Regions from separate parts of the Ovis aries genome. Here region 1 is linked to region 2. A link is a contact called in public Hi-C data. All regions are on one chromosome and are shown on one strand. Each heading gives the region's core, a stretch centred on a gene start, on an enhancer-like site or on the middle of the called end of the contact. The rest is flanking DNA. Distances are from core to core; before and after follow the strand shown.

What was found. Hi-C and Micro-C count contacts between places; a contact is called where the count stands out from the background.
Region 1: a Hi-C map of hypothalamus shows a contact between it and region 2, with 7 times the contacts expected there. The contact joins two enhancer-like sites. A contact is called at or near these places in 7 of 16 Hi-C or Micro-C datasets (hypothalamus, liver, mesenteric adipose tissue and 4 more).

Annotation. Positions count from the first base shown.
Region 1 is chr12:57,400,230-57,407,407 of ARS-UI_Ramb_v3.0, reverse strand. PAPPA2 (pappalysin 2) reads right to left here. Exons shown (of 24, transcript XM_060396631.1): 23 at 5,880-5,978; 24 at 351-3,613. The coding sequence ends at 3,539. Among named protein-coding and RNA genes, the nearest start is that of TRNAS-GGA, 270 kb to the left of the region's middle. Within about 2 kb of position 1,712, at least 8 of the 54 cell types and tissues checked have an H3K27ac peak or open chromatin away from gene starts, as enhancers often do.
Region 2 is chr12:57,087,693-57,094,833 of ARS-UI_Ramb_v3.0, reverse strand. PAPPA2 (pappalysin 2) reads right to left here. Exons shown (of 24, transcript XM_060396631.1): 3 at 6,142-7,141. The coding sequence starts at 7,063. Among named protein-coding and RNA genes, the nearest start is that of PAPPA2, 40 kb to the right of the region's middle. Within about 2 kb of position 2,528, at least 9 of the 54 cell types and tissues checked have an H3K27ac peak or open chromatin away from gene starts, as enhancers often do.

The sequences.
Region 1 (7,178 bases), core at 463-2,962, 310 kb before region 2:
TGCATCCCTCATGGACCTACTTTCAAATACTCCCTCCCTTTGGCATCCAGGAGTGAAGCTACTTCCCCTGAACTGTAAATGATTCTTGCATTTTATTCCTACAACTCATGAGGCACTTAACATGACTACTGTGTACTCCGCTTTTGTATATGCCATCTCTTCTTGTAAATGCTCATGTTTATCTTCCTTACACATACCATTTACTTAATAAATAGTTTTTAAGTGACTGAAAGAACTCATCAATCAACTGATCAATGATGGATGTCCAGACCTGGCATGAGTGAATGAAAAACAATTTGGAAGTGATGGAATGATTTAAACAAAGAATAAGACACCAAAGATGCATCCCATTTTGTGTGCTGATTTTTTTTAATGAACATCGTATAATCTTACAAAATAACTGGCTGTAGCTGTTTTACGTTACAATACAGTAGATCAGCTCCTTTCACTGTGTTCCCAATCAAACCATCCCCGTGGAGTGCTAACCGGTGCACTCAATAGTGATCTCACAGAGGAGAGGATGTGCCAAACCCAATGCCTTGCAATGGAGGGAAGAAGAGGAGAGAATCAAGAATAACTCTTCACTTTCATGTACAGGTTTGCCAGCTGACAGTTCTCACTCTGTCCTCTCATCTGTCTGCTTGGAGGCTGTCATACTAATTGCCAGAATCATCCAGCCCTGGGCAACCTGGACCCCAGAGCTCCTAGTCACTAGGAAAAAGAGGAAGCAGAGAAGTGATTTTGGAACAAGGAAACAGAGGGAAGAGCCTCTGGGAGAGGCTCTCTGTGACCCCATGAATGGGGAGGAGCAGCAGAATGCAGACCACCATGTGGAATGAGTGTGAGCTGACATCCACTGGGGATCTGTGACCGTGGCATCTCAGACCTTCAACTTTATTGTGACTGGAGGAGCTCAAAACACTAGGCTCCAGGGGAAAAGGCAGGAAGAACCTGCTGTTTCTGAATGGCCAGGGCTGACTCAGGCTGGGCAACCTGTAGTCTAAAATGCTTTCCATGCACCCCCAGATCCCTCCTGTCACCTTCCTAGGGAAGTGATGGAGAGCAGATGTTGCCAACAGAAACTAATTTTTTTAAATGAAGTACAAAAGAGAAATGTTCTCATGGTTACTCCTGTGGGGAGACTGAGGCCAGACCCATCATGAACCACAGGTTCCACATTCCCATGGTGGGGGTGGGTAGCAATGAGGGCTGTAGCCTTCTTGAGCTGGGTAATGCCCAGGATAACTCTCCTGCTACCTAATCCTCAGACATGGCAGGATTCCCCTGTACGGAGTTTGACATGCTTCAGGAAATTTGGATAATGATTTTACAACTGTTTTAAAATGAAGAATTGAAACTTGTCTACTCTCCTTTTCCATACTGAAGCCTATTAGAATCCCCCAAATAAATATTCTATTCTTGAGAGCACTAAATGTGAAGCCAGATAAGAAAGAATAGGTATCTAGACTGTTGTTTCTGTTATGGCTGGGACTACAGAGGACGAGAGTATTTTGGATGGGCAACCTCTGGCTCTTTACCTTTCCCATGACTCTGCCACCCTCCTTTTAGATCCCCATAGATAAACTGTGCATATCCCCTTCTCCTTTTTATTCCATTCCAGAATGTTGTTCTTTCCTACATGAAGTCTGGCTCAAGTTGGAGGGGGGGATGGTAATATTTCCTTTTTCCTGTTTGCACAGCCAAGGCTTCAGTGTTGATGGGAAGAGTAGAAAACTGTGGTTAGAGGCAAAGAGCAGGTGATCCAGAGAGACCAAGACTGCCCTTAACCTTTGCCTGTTCTTCCTTTCCTGAGATGATAAGCTGGGGTGTTGAAAAAGAAACTAGCTCCTTACTCTCTTTCTCCAAGGCCTACTCCATAAATCATTACCAAAAAACCCCCCAAAAAACCCCACCCCAAAACAGCTGCAATAGACCACATGCAGAAAGAGTCAGCCCGGGCTGTAGACAGAGGCAGGTTAACGTGGTAACTTCACACACTGTCCATCTATTGAGCAAGAAAGGATCACAATGACAAAATGGACTCTAACTAGTTGAAATTCTTCTCTCTCCCCACAGAGTGTCACCCTTGCTCCATGTATTTTCAGAACTCATTCAAAGGGCGCTCTCTGGGACACAGATTTGACACAAAGCACTTGAATAGACTTTATCTCCCATTCTGCATTGTTCAGAGGATCCCCTGTGGTGTGCTGTGGAGACCTGAAACAAAATTGGATCTCCTTGACTCTTTTGTCCTCCAGTCCTGGGCTCTGATTGACCCCAGTGTCTACCCTGTGAATGGCCTCAGCCAGCTCCTCCATCCCGGCCTATTTTTCCATCTACTCTCACCTTTCCCCCAGGTCATTTCCTTGACGCTTTCTCCCCCAGTAAGTCAACAATAGGTCATGTGGCTGTGAATGATGGCCAGGCTCAGGGACTTAGAAGAAAGGAAACCACACACAGAGTATGAGGAACGCATGAGTTCCTATCATCCTGGGCACAGGAAAGTGAGCCTGCATACAGACTTGTTGACTGGCCAAGAGCCACCCCTGGAACAGGCACCTGCGGAAGTGCAGAAAACCCTGGGCCCCACTGACTGCAATTATGAGTTCTGAGAAGTGAAGGGAAGTACTTTTTGGATGGATACTCAAAGACTAGTTTTCCTGGACCCCTCACCAATGGGCACCCCCAGCACATTTCCATGCTCCTTACTATTATTACCCCAAGTCCCCATCTCCTCAAACTGGGCCCAGCTCTCAGCTCATAAAAAGATGATGAGCTGACATATGATCATCAAAAACTCCATCCAATCTCGCTCTTTGCTTCCCCAGTTCTCTCTCAACCTGCTAATCCCTAGGAATAGAAAGATGGTAGAAGAACTCAGTCCTCAAACCCTCAGCATTCATTTTGGATATGAACTTCACAGCAGCATGTGTGGAACAATGGATAATTTTTAGCTTAGTAGACAGCAAAAAATATAATATATATAATATATTTATATCATTATGTTTAAATACTTATAAAGAATTAATAACTAACCTCATTATTACTAAGGGAGACTACACAAAGAAAGGGAGAGAGCCAGTTTAGATTAGATGAGCCCTGAAAGACGGTAATCCATTCAAAATGAGTATTAACAGAGTGTCCCTGGCAACTGCTCTTCTAGGGTTTTGATATTGTTTTACAAGTTGGGTGGGGCTGAATAGTTGGCAGGGTGCAGAGTAGGGAGCAAGGCAAGAGTTGAGGATGGGATTGGATAGAATATAAATGGGGGAGGAGGGTCCTTGTATATCTGTCATATTTCTCTTTCCATTTTAAATCAACTGCCTCTTTGAAGAAACCTTTGCCTATGATTCTTCCTTACTTGGGCTACTTGATACAATAGTTGGCACCTATAAATGTCCTCTTGCTTTAAGATCCTTCATGTTCTTCTTCCTTCACTTTATGCCCTTCCTTTTTCACTCATCTTTTCTTTCCTTTTGTGGAGGCCCCTCTTTCTTACTGCCTCCAGGGCAGTGGAAGGAAGGGCTGGATCCTACAGTTACTGGTTTTCTTCAGCCCTGGGGTCTCGGCAGGTGCATTCATCCTGATCACAGTCAGCAGCAAATGGAATGACCTAAGGGAAAGCAAAGAGAAGTTGAAATCACCCATTTTTGTACCAAGCTTCACACTTTCAACCAGCCTTTGCTTTTCTCACTTGGTCCCAGAGGAAGTGTGGGATAGCATGTCAGTATCACAGAACTGAAATTAACACTCAGTTCTTTCACTTACACACCATGTCTCCTTAGGCAAGGTAAACCTTGTTTCACTTTCTTTACATATAAGGTGGGAGGACAACAGCATCTACCTCAGAGGGTGTTTGGATGGTTTCAATAAGATGATGGATATGAAAAACATATTTCTAAGTGCCTCTAACACCTGTTACTACTACTTCTAATATTACTGCTAATGTTTGCACAAAATCCCCGTAAAGTAGGTAAGATGAATGTTAGTGTTTTCTTCTTAGAGGGAAGGTCAAGAAAGGTAGGGTGCCTTAACTCAAGGTCATGACACTACTACCCAGAAAACCAAGCCTCTATAACCTAGCTCTAGGTTTTCTACTCCCTTGGTGTTCTTGGGGCCACAGGGTCATCTCTACTATTTTCGTAAGCTTGAGGTTTTGCCTTTCTTGAACCCAGATTATACTTAGGCTTGGTGAAACAATGCGTCTCTCTACTCATTGTTTGTGGCCAGATTGCTTTCCTGCTATGTGATTATCCTTCCTCCAGGCCAGAGATGGCCCAGCAACATTTTCTCTCTTCTTGTTTGCACTGCTACCAACAGATAAGCATACAGTTTGAGTGTCCATAATTAGCTTCAGAGAGAAGTGGGCATTTAGGAGACATGACATAAAAGTGACAAAAATTCTGCTCTTTGGGCATGGATGGTCAAATGAAACAAAAATAGATCAGGGTATCATGTAATAGTCCAAGTGCACTGAAGAGACAGTCTTGGTGATTGGGCAAGTGGTGGAGAATGGGTGGTGGGGTTTGAGGTAATTTCCCAGCATATTTTCACATATGAATGAACTAATTTAAGAGTCAACAAGGGTGAAATGATTTTTCAATCCCTTATGTGTATACTGGCCACAGCCACTGAAGTCCATTAAGGCAAACCCTAGAACTGCAGAACGTGAGATGGAGATGAGGAGAGAATTGACTGCTTTCTTCTCAAGTGGTTATGCCTTCCTGGGTAGAAAAGGGACCCATGACCAGTTACTTTCTTCAAGTGAGACCAAGAACTAGTTGGCATGCTTTCTTACCTGCAGTCCAAGCTCTTGATCTCTTTCTCATAGTTTGGGATTTAATGGTTTTTAGAGCAAACTCAACAGTGACACAATGAGCTCTTAAGTTTTCTGCACTACGTAAGTTAATTCATGCCACCAGTGAGAAGAATGTCTAGCACAGAGTGAGTCATCAGTAAATATTGTCTCTTAGAAGGAGTATTCAGGTCTGTGTACAGGTAATCATAGGTGTGACTTTATTGTGGAGATGCATACGAGGAAGAAAACATTATCTCTTGTGTATTTCTGATTCATCAAATCAGCCAACTAGCATCAAATATCTTTGGAGTTCTTGGGTTTTCATTCATATTATTCCAAGTTTTCAGCCTACTCGATTTTATATGTTTCGCTCGAGCACATCTTCTAATTTTATAGAGCCCAAAGTAACAGGATAAAAGGAGAGAAGAACTACTGCTCAGGATACAGTCTGGGGAGTGTTCCAGGGAGCTTGTGATGGTTGCTCAACAAATACCTGCAATATGCTTGCTATACACTTTATAGGATTTTTAATTTAGCTATGAAGATTTAATAATAACAACTGGAGACATTTAAAGCACTAGGTAGGAAGCCCTGCTCTGAAGTAGGAAATGGCAACCCACTCCAGCATCCTTGCTTGAGAACTCCCATGGACAGAAGAGCCTGGCAGGCTACAGTCCGTGGGGTTGCAAAGAATCAGATATGACTGAGAGACTGAGCAGGCACAGATATCACTTCATGGGTAATCCTGCCCCCCCAAGGAGTGGAAGCCATTATTCTCTGCTCATAGAAACATCTCCTGGACAATGACAAGCAGGTGTGAATCTCTGAGGAGCAGAAGCATGGCTTTTCTGAATCAGTTGCAGGACTGACAGTGAGAGAAGTAGTGTTTTCTAACAACTTATCCTAAAATTACAGTCCTTCCTCCTGTCACCATAGAGGCTCCCACGTTTGCTCATTATCATTCTGTCCTCTTGACTGTTGAAGAAAAACCATAATGCGCCAAGAAGCAGAGCTAGCTGAAGCCCCTGCCTGTTTCTGGGGCTACTTCCCTCTCCCCCAACTCCCAGGTGTCCTCACTTACCTTCTTGGAGGAGAGTGTAGAAGGGCAGCAGTCTCCCCCATCATAGTTGCAATAGGCCCGGTTATTGATGGTGTCACACCAACCGTCCCCTTGGAAAGGCTGGTAAGGAGGCAGCAGGTCAGTGTCTAAGTACAAATTCACTCTGCTTCCCCCTTTTCTCCCACTTACACCACCTCAAAATAATCCACAGAACTCAAGATACATTATTATGGGAGAAAAGCCAAAGGGCAGGGCCAAAACTGACCCAACATACTCAAGAAGTTGAAAAGTCTCAAGATAAGACCCTTGGATCTAAGGAATTGTCAAATTTCATACCTAGCATCTGTCCCTGGCCTATTCTAGGGTCTAGAATGATTCACTGAATTCCTTGATCAACTTTTTCACCTTCTTGTAATAGTAGGTCTTTATATCATGTGGGTTACAGATTATTTTTACATACAAGAAAATTAAAAAAATATATTTTCACATGTGTTAGCTCTGTTGGTCATCAAGAAAAGCTGCACATCAGGCAAATTTGGCTTTAAAAGTCCCATTTCATCAGGGAGGAAATGGAGATAAATAGAGATGACAAAAATCTCCCCAGGTCACACAGCAAGGGTCAAGTAGAATTTGGGATTAAAAGTCATGTATCTTGACTTTTTGCTACTTATTGAACCACAAAGAAGGCTGAGTTGGACCATAAAGAAAGCTGAGCACTGAAGAATTGATGCTTTCAAACTGTGAGTCCCTTGGACAGCAAGGAGATAAAACCAGTCACTCCTAAAGGAAATCATCCCTAAATATTCATTGGATGGACTGATGCTGAAGCTCCAAAACTTTGGCCACTTGATGCAAAGAGCTGACTGATTGGAAAAGACCTTGATGCTGGGAAAGACTGAATACAGAAGGAGAAGGGGGTGACAGAGGATGAGATGGTTGGATGGCATCACTGTGACTCAGTACACATGAGTTTGAGCAAAACCTGGAAGATGGTGATGGACAAGGAAGCCTGGTGTGCTCCAGTCCATGGGGTCACAAAAAGAGTTGGACACAACTGAGTGACTGAACAACAACACAGATTAAGGACCATAACTGCCACTTCTTCTGGTATTTATACTTAGAAACCCAGTTCTGGGTTGCTATATTGACTCAAATGATGTCTGTCCAGAGTGCAATGGTCCTAGGGTTTGGTATACCATGCTGGAACACAAGTCATCCCACTTGTACAGCTACTTCATGCATAACAGCTAGACACAGGGTTACAGCAGAGAAAGCCAAACGGTTTCCATCTCCTCCTGTTACTGCTACAAGTTAATAGAA
Region 2 (7,141 bases), core at 1,279-3,778:
CACGCATTTGGCTCCTGGGGAAGTTTCAGTAAAGAAAAACAAGACCTGTATAGAACTACGGCAGCAGGGAGCAATGTGTACCCCAGGAAGTCACAGGTCAAGGACTGTGGAGACGGAGAAGTAGAGGAGATCATTTCCACACAGGGAATCCAGAAGATTCCGTGGACAAGGGTCAGGGAGCTGTGAAAGGAGGGGGCAGCCTGACCATCTTTTTTCCTTCTAAAACCAGACAATGCCTCTCTTCTGGACGACCACACCTCCACAGGATAGACTCTTCTGCACACAGATGCTAACTTACGACCATCAGGGCGCATGGCTTGCCCACACAAGCAGACTCATGGATCCCATTCCCATCACAGTGGGCATACCACCCCCAGAGACCAACAACCTCGCGTCCACAGTTCTTTCACGCAGGGTTACTGTGACTTCACTGCATGTCTGGGGCAAGATCAAGGAGCAGAACTAAGTGAGAATAAAATGGGCAATTCCTCAGGGCCCCACAAGGGCAAACACTCTGACCTTGACCACCAGTGCAGTGTAGGAAGAGGCAGCTGAGGAGGAGGGTAATGGAAACCTTATCTTCACAGGAGCCCTGGGAAAGGTATGGACGTGGTGCTTCACACGTTACTGAGCCCTGCTGGATACTAGGGGAGGCAGCACACATGGCCTTCCTTTTATGTTCTCTTTACCTCTCTGTGGATACTTCCGTGTGTCAATCTGCCTTCTGCGAAGCTCCACACCCCATATCAACAAAACTCCTCACCCTGGGGCTGCTGCTCCCTTACTGAGAGAAGGGGATGTTACAGTGTCCTTTGAAATCTCATTTCTCTGGGGTCGTTCAAAACAAAAAAGCTATCCATATGCCTTAAACAAGGTCAGCAAATGCTGACCTTCCTACCAGGAAATCCAGAGACCTTTGAAACTTACATGAAGTATGTGACAGGAGCATATTGCTAAAAAGTGAGCAGAGCTTCCATCATATTCCCAAAAGGGTGCATGACCCCAAAAAGCCTTGGACCATTGTTCACTGTACTAAATAGTATAGCCAAGGCTAAAAAAAAAGATTAAAAAAAGTCTTTTCAAGCCACTGCCTCAATAGCATTCTCAATCATCTTGAGACCATCTTGAAAAAAAAAAAAAACAAACCAACCCTATTTACCACCATTCCTGCTGGACAGATGAGCAAGTTAAATTCTTAAGAAATTAATACCCTATCTAAGAAAAGATTACAGGTTGGCAGGTTAGCACTGCTGTTAGCAATGATCACCTTCTGCTGTTAATACCACTTCATAAATGAATTTTACAGTCAAGTCTGTGTTGGGCAGTTTACATATGTGACTTCTTTAAATACTATAACAACTCTTTGAGATATTTTCTCATTTCTCCATGTGAGGAAACCAAAGCTCAGAAAAGTTGAATGGATTGCCACAGATCCCAGCACTGATAAGTGTCAGATGGAATCTGATTCCAGGTCTGACTCCCAAATTCTGCCCTGGGATCTCTTCCTCAACCTGGATCCTCAGAGAAGGAAAACTCATCTTCGAGTCAGGGACAGTTTCTTAGACATCTTTGTATTCCCCCACAGAGCCTTGCCCTGCTTTGCATGGCAAAGCACTCAATAAATATTTGTTGAATGAAGAAGCGTGGGCTTGGGCTCCAGTCCCGCCATGGACTTACTGACTCAGCCTCCGGCCACTTGGAGTTGCAGGTGGTTAGTCAGCTGGGCAACTTCAGGGAACATTTGCAATCAATTACGGGTGAGGAGGAACCTATTAGAAGTTCCTCTTCTGTGTGTGTTGGGGTGGAAGGAGAGGAAAGGAAGTTGAGAAGGAGGGAAAGAGGATGGTCTCAGGGTTGGGTGCTGGAGCTTAAAGATTTCACACCAGGATAGGACAGCATTTGACTTATGTCCACAGCTGAGTTCCAACAGCCCGTCCAAATGGGCTGCTGACCCCAGGCTACTCCTCGGTGGCCACAAATCCCTGAATTGCCAGACCCCTGATCTTTATGGAGGCCTGACACTGGAGCAGCCACACACAGTCGTCTCCTGCTTGCCGGGCGTCAGAGCTACAGGAGATTGGCAACGTCAGAAGATCTAAGCTGCGGGGGGGCCCGTCGCTCCCCCTCCAGGGGCCAGAGAGAAGCTAAACACCTACAGCCTGTGAGGCCCACATTGTCCTCTCAGCCCTAAATGAAAGTATTCCAGCAATCCACCCGGAATCCAAAAACTTCCTATTTTGGAAGCATGTGGGAGTTAGGGGTGGAGGGGAGGGAGGTAACTCGAGTTGATTTTGTTTTCTTTACAGTTGTTACAAGTGCCGGTTAGTCAAAACCCAAAGAATGCCACTTGAGCCCTTTCACATGGGCCCTGCAAAGAGACTTGTATGAAGCCGACCCTCAGGGATGCCTACCAACACGCTCTGGGAGGGGATGACCAAATACCTCCCAGAGGCCTGGGAAGGGACAGTCCTCAGACTGCATTCCCCACTACTTGGCTTCCAAGGCACCGCCTACTCTCCTGTGCACGAAGCAACACTGCCACCTAGTGCTCTGTGTAGGAAGTATTCTCTGAGGCCTCCTGTCTAGGGCCGCGGGCGGAGGGGGAGGGGGTGTTGGTTGTCGGGGTAGGGGTAGGGGATGGTTTCTTTACCACGGCTAGGGCAACTGAATCACTTGATATCTCTGCCGAGGAGAAAATGCCCCGAGTTTGGCAGGTGGAGAATGGAGAAAACTGGGCCTAGGTTAAGTAGGTAGAACCTGAGTTTTGAGAGCTGTTAGAAAAGAGTGTGGGAGCCAAGTGTTGTAGCATCTTGGGTTATCCTCAGCGGGGCAGCAGAACTCCCGGGGTTGAATTGTGTTTACCTCTCAGGAGCACAGTTCAGCTGTGGTCATTCTGCAACAGCTGAAGGCCAACCATCCCAGGAACAGGCTGCTGCTGCTGCTAAGTCACGTCAGTCGTGTCCGACTCTGTGCGACCCCATAGAGGGCAGCCCACCAGGCTCCCCCATCCCTGGGATTCTCCAGGCAAGAACACTGGAGTGGGTTGCCATTTCCTTCTCCAATGCAGGAAAGTGAAAAGTGAAAGTGAAGTCGCTCAGTCGTATCTGACCCTCAGCGACCCCATGGACTGCAGCCTTCCAGGCTCCTCCGTCCATGGGATTTTCCAGGCAAGAGTACTGGAGTGGGGTGCCATTGCCTTCTCCACCAGGAACAGGCAGGTACCGGCTAAAAGGACCAGGGCTAGGGTCAGAGAGTGAAGATGGGCTGATCTGTTGGTAGGCGTGAGTAGATGAGCAAATCGGAGACTTTTATTCCTGGGGGTGACTACCCTTGGCCCTTCATGGTTCTCAGCCCAGGGGGCCCCAGGGAGAGCATATGGAGCTGACCACAGCAAGTCAACAAGGATGCTTATGTCCTGGGAACCCAGTTGCTAGAATCCTGAAGAACGAAGGCTGGGTTCTCAGCCCCTATCTCTCCCAGACTTTTACCCTAAATCTTTTCTGAATATTTTCTGAGGTGCACAAATCTGAACAAAGATACAGGGTGAGAGGTGAAGAGGAGACAGACCTGAGTATTCTCTGCCCTCCGTCTTTCTGGTGTGGACCTACAGGGGACATGCCAGCACAGCTCCGGGAATGCTTTGATTTGAAGAGAAAGAAACCTCAGAGGCTAGACTGTCTGCGAAAGATTTCCTGCCTAATTTTACATGCGAGAAGGCAATGGCAACCCACTCCAGCGTTCTTGCCTGGAGAATCCCAGGGACTGGGGAGCCTGGTGGGCTGCCATCTCTGGGGTCGCACAGAGTCAGACACGACTGAAGCAACTTAGCAGCAGCAGCAGGGAGGTGGCAAGGGCTCAGATGGGCACCTTGGAGAAGGAGTTGAGTAAGCGCTGTGGCAAGGTGGGGGGGGGCAGGGGGCAGTGGAGGTGGGCATGGGAGGGAGATGTATGGGCTGGCGGGGGAGGGGTGGTGCATTAAGGAAAGCTGTGTGTGTGCATGCTCACTTGCTTCAGTCTTGTCTGGCTCTTTGTGACCCTATAGACTGTAGCCCACCAGGCTTCTCTGTTCATGGGATTCTCCAGACAAGAATACTGAAGTGGGTTGCCATGCCCTCCTCCAGGGGATCTTCCCAACCCAGGGATTGAACACGTGTCTCCTGATTCTCCAGCACTGCAGGCTGATTCTCTTACCCACTGAGCCACTTAGGAAGCCTTATGCTGCTACTGCTGCTGCTAAGTCACTTCAGTCGTGTCCGACTCTGTGCGACCCCATAGAGGGCAGCCCTATAACTGGAACCAAATCCTGACCCTGTTCTCCTCTCTTCAGAGAATGAGAACAGAAGGATCCAGAAGGTTCAGGAACAGGGGTCAGGTACCCACTGTCCAGAAACTGTTCCCTCAGGTCTGAATTTTAACAACTCAGACCACTGGTTTCTTAGAGCCTCCCTCCTATATTCCTGCTGGATCTTTCTCTGATTCTTCAGAGCCAGGGAACTGATCCCAGGTCCCTGTGCTGCTACTGCCAGAGGAGGGGTAAGTGGAGTCGTGGTCTAGACGGCAAGCACACGTTTCCCTGGCAGATGGGTACTAGGAAGCGAGATTAGGCAGCAAGAAGATGTCATCTGGGAAAAACTGTGAAGCTGCCAACTCCGATCAGATAATCATCTCATTATTTCTTCCATTTGGCCTCAGAATAAGGATTTCCTTCTACTCTTTCTCTGCCCCAACCTATAATCCAGCCCAGCCCCTTCTCTATCCTCTCCCTTCACCCCCTTTCCCACCCCAAAATAAAATCAAGCAAAACCACAAGAGTCTAGAGTGCTCAGTGTCTGGGAATCCCAGCTTCCAAAAGAGAAATTACAGCCAAAGAGAGGGGAAGACAGCGTGTCCGGAAGGGATGTTCCAGCAACACACCATCGCAAGAGGCTCCCTCCTTCCAGATTTCTTTCTCTGGTCTAAAACTTATTTGCAGGCTCCCGGCAGCCTGAGAAGTCTTTAATATGGGGAGCTGTCAAGCCCCTTCAGGGGTTCTGGAGTTCCGCTCCCTGTCTGCCCCAGGCACACCTCTCACGACTTTGGTTTCCCCATCCATGTCATGGGACTGGCAAGCATCAAAGGGTGTTGTGCACAATCCAGATTAATAAAATGAAAGTGGTTCTACTATGTACCTAGCTTTGTGTGAGGTTCTGTCCTGGGGTGGGGGCTCTAAAGGGATACAGAGACACTGAATGATCGTGTATCACTTCTAATCCCTTACCCACTCCTTGCTTGAAACCAATCGCCCCCAACTGCCCCCCCCCACCCCCATTAAGGCAAGGGAGACAGTTATTCCTAATCCCACTCTTTTCTTTGTCCTTCTGGGTGACTTTCCATGAAAGCCAAGATCCGGGTATACTGTAAAGTAAATGTGGAGAGTGTTCCCAAACATTGTTCCTGATTAAGACCATAGAATTATACAAGGTGCATTTCTGGTCCCTTTTACAACAGCCCAGGTTAGAAACCAGGGTCCTGGCTTGTGAGTGCCCACCTTTTCCAGCAGACCTGCTAGTCCCAGGCTGGGCACGTGATTTTTAGGACAAAACAAGGGGGACTCCAGGACCTGCTCAAGGTAGTAGCTTTCTGCTACATTCCAGGGCTACTCGAAGAAAAGGAAACCAACCAGGACCCATTGGCTATGTACCCGGCAGCCTTGTTTCCTCACTACCTAGTCCAGCCCAGGCATGACTCACTGCCCAGGTCTGTACACTTTCATGTAGTTTCAGAGCTGCCTGGGTTTCTCACACTGAACTATGAGAAATCGAGTGTGACACCTCTTCCCCACTGACAAAGAACCAGATATCTTCCCCTTTAAAGAGGGATGAGAAAGTGAGCAGGAGGTCTCCTAAGTGCCATCACAATGTATAGAGCACAGGAGATCAATACAAGGGGCAAGTGCTCTTGTGGTTATAGGGTCATTAACGCAGATGTCTGGGATTCTGCTGCGCAGATGAATAGAGGCCCTTCCCCCCCTCTGCCTGGCCAGCCCTCCCTGACTCTTCTGCTCTGCCCCTTTCCCCTCCTTGCCCCCGATGTCTAACCTCACCAAAACCAGAAGCCAGCCCTACCCCACAGACTACGGAAAGCCCAGGAGTGGGTGATTACCTGCGATGATGGCTGGGCTGTTCTGTCCTCCCTCCGGCTTCACCCAGGCTTCCACTGTGAACGCCTCCCGGGGAATGTCAGCCAGCACTTCTGGACGCAGCAGCAGCGGCTCCCGCCTCCCAGAGAAGTACAAGACAGGCAGTCCTCCTTGGGGGCTCACAGTCTCGGTCTCTGCTTCCCAGGAGGGGTCCCCTCCACCATTCCGGATGCCACCCTCTGATGGGCCGGTTCGATCCCTAGGCGTGAGGGGATGCTTAGGCCACGGCTGGAAGTGCTGGGGCGCAAACTCAGGGTCTCCCCGCAGGCCTCCTGCCTGTCCCTTCACCACCTGGCGCCGACGCCTGGTCTTGGTCCGGCCCTTCCTTTGGGTGTCTGGTCCGGATTCCTTTGGGCATGGGAAGCTGGTGATCACAGTGGCAGCCAAGGCTGTGCCTTCTGGAGTCCCAGCCTCACCTAGAGGCTCCTTGGATCCTCCATCACCAAGATAAGTGTCATCATCTCCCAGTAGCTCCGACTGCCCAATAGTACTGTCCCCTCCCCACGGAGCAGCTGGCTGCTCAGCCTCACTCCTCTTTCTTGCACTTGCAGTTGGGTCTGGGGGCACAGAGCTCACAACCATTCCCCCGGCATCCGGCTCACTGCATCTTACATGGGCCCTTCCCTGATCTCCTGCAGGGTAGGGCCTCAGGTAGTCCCCAGGCAGGCTGGGATAGACCCCAAAGAGGTGATGCTGAGGAGCAACTCTGGGCCTTCGAACCTTGGCCCCCAGCCAACAGCGCTCTCCTTCCGACAGCACCTGGTTCAGGTACCCTCTTTGGGCCAAGGATCTCTTGCGCGTCCAGCCCAGCTCTGAGCTGACAGTACTGAGCGCCCACCCAGCCAGGACTACCAGGCTTACCCTCAGAATCTTGAAGCACATCATACCTCCCCCCGGCTCTTTATACAGCACCAGAAGTCAGCTTCTGGGTACCACACCGGGGTGATGGGGATAAGAGGAAGA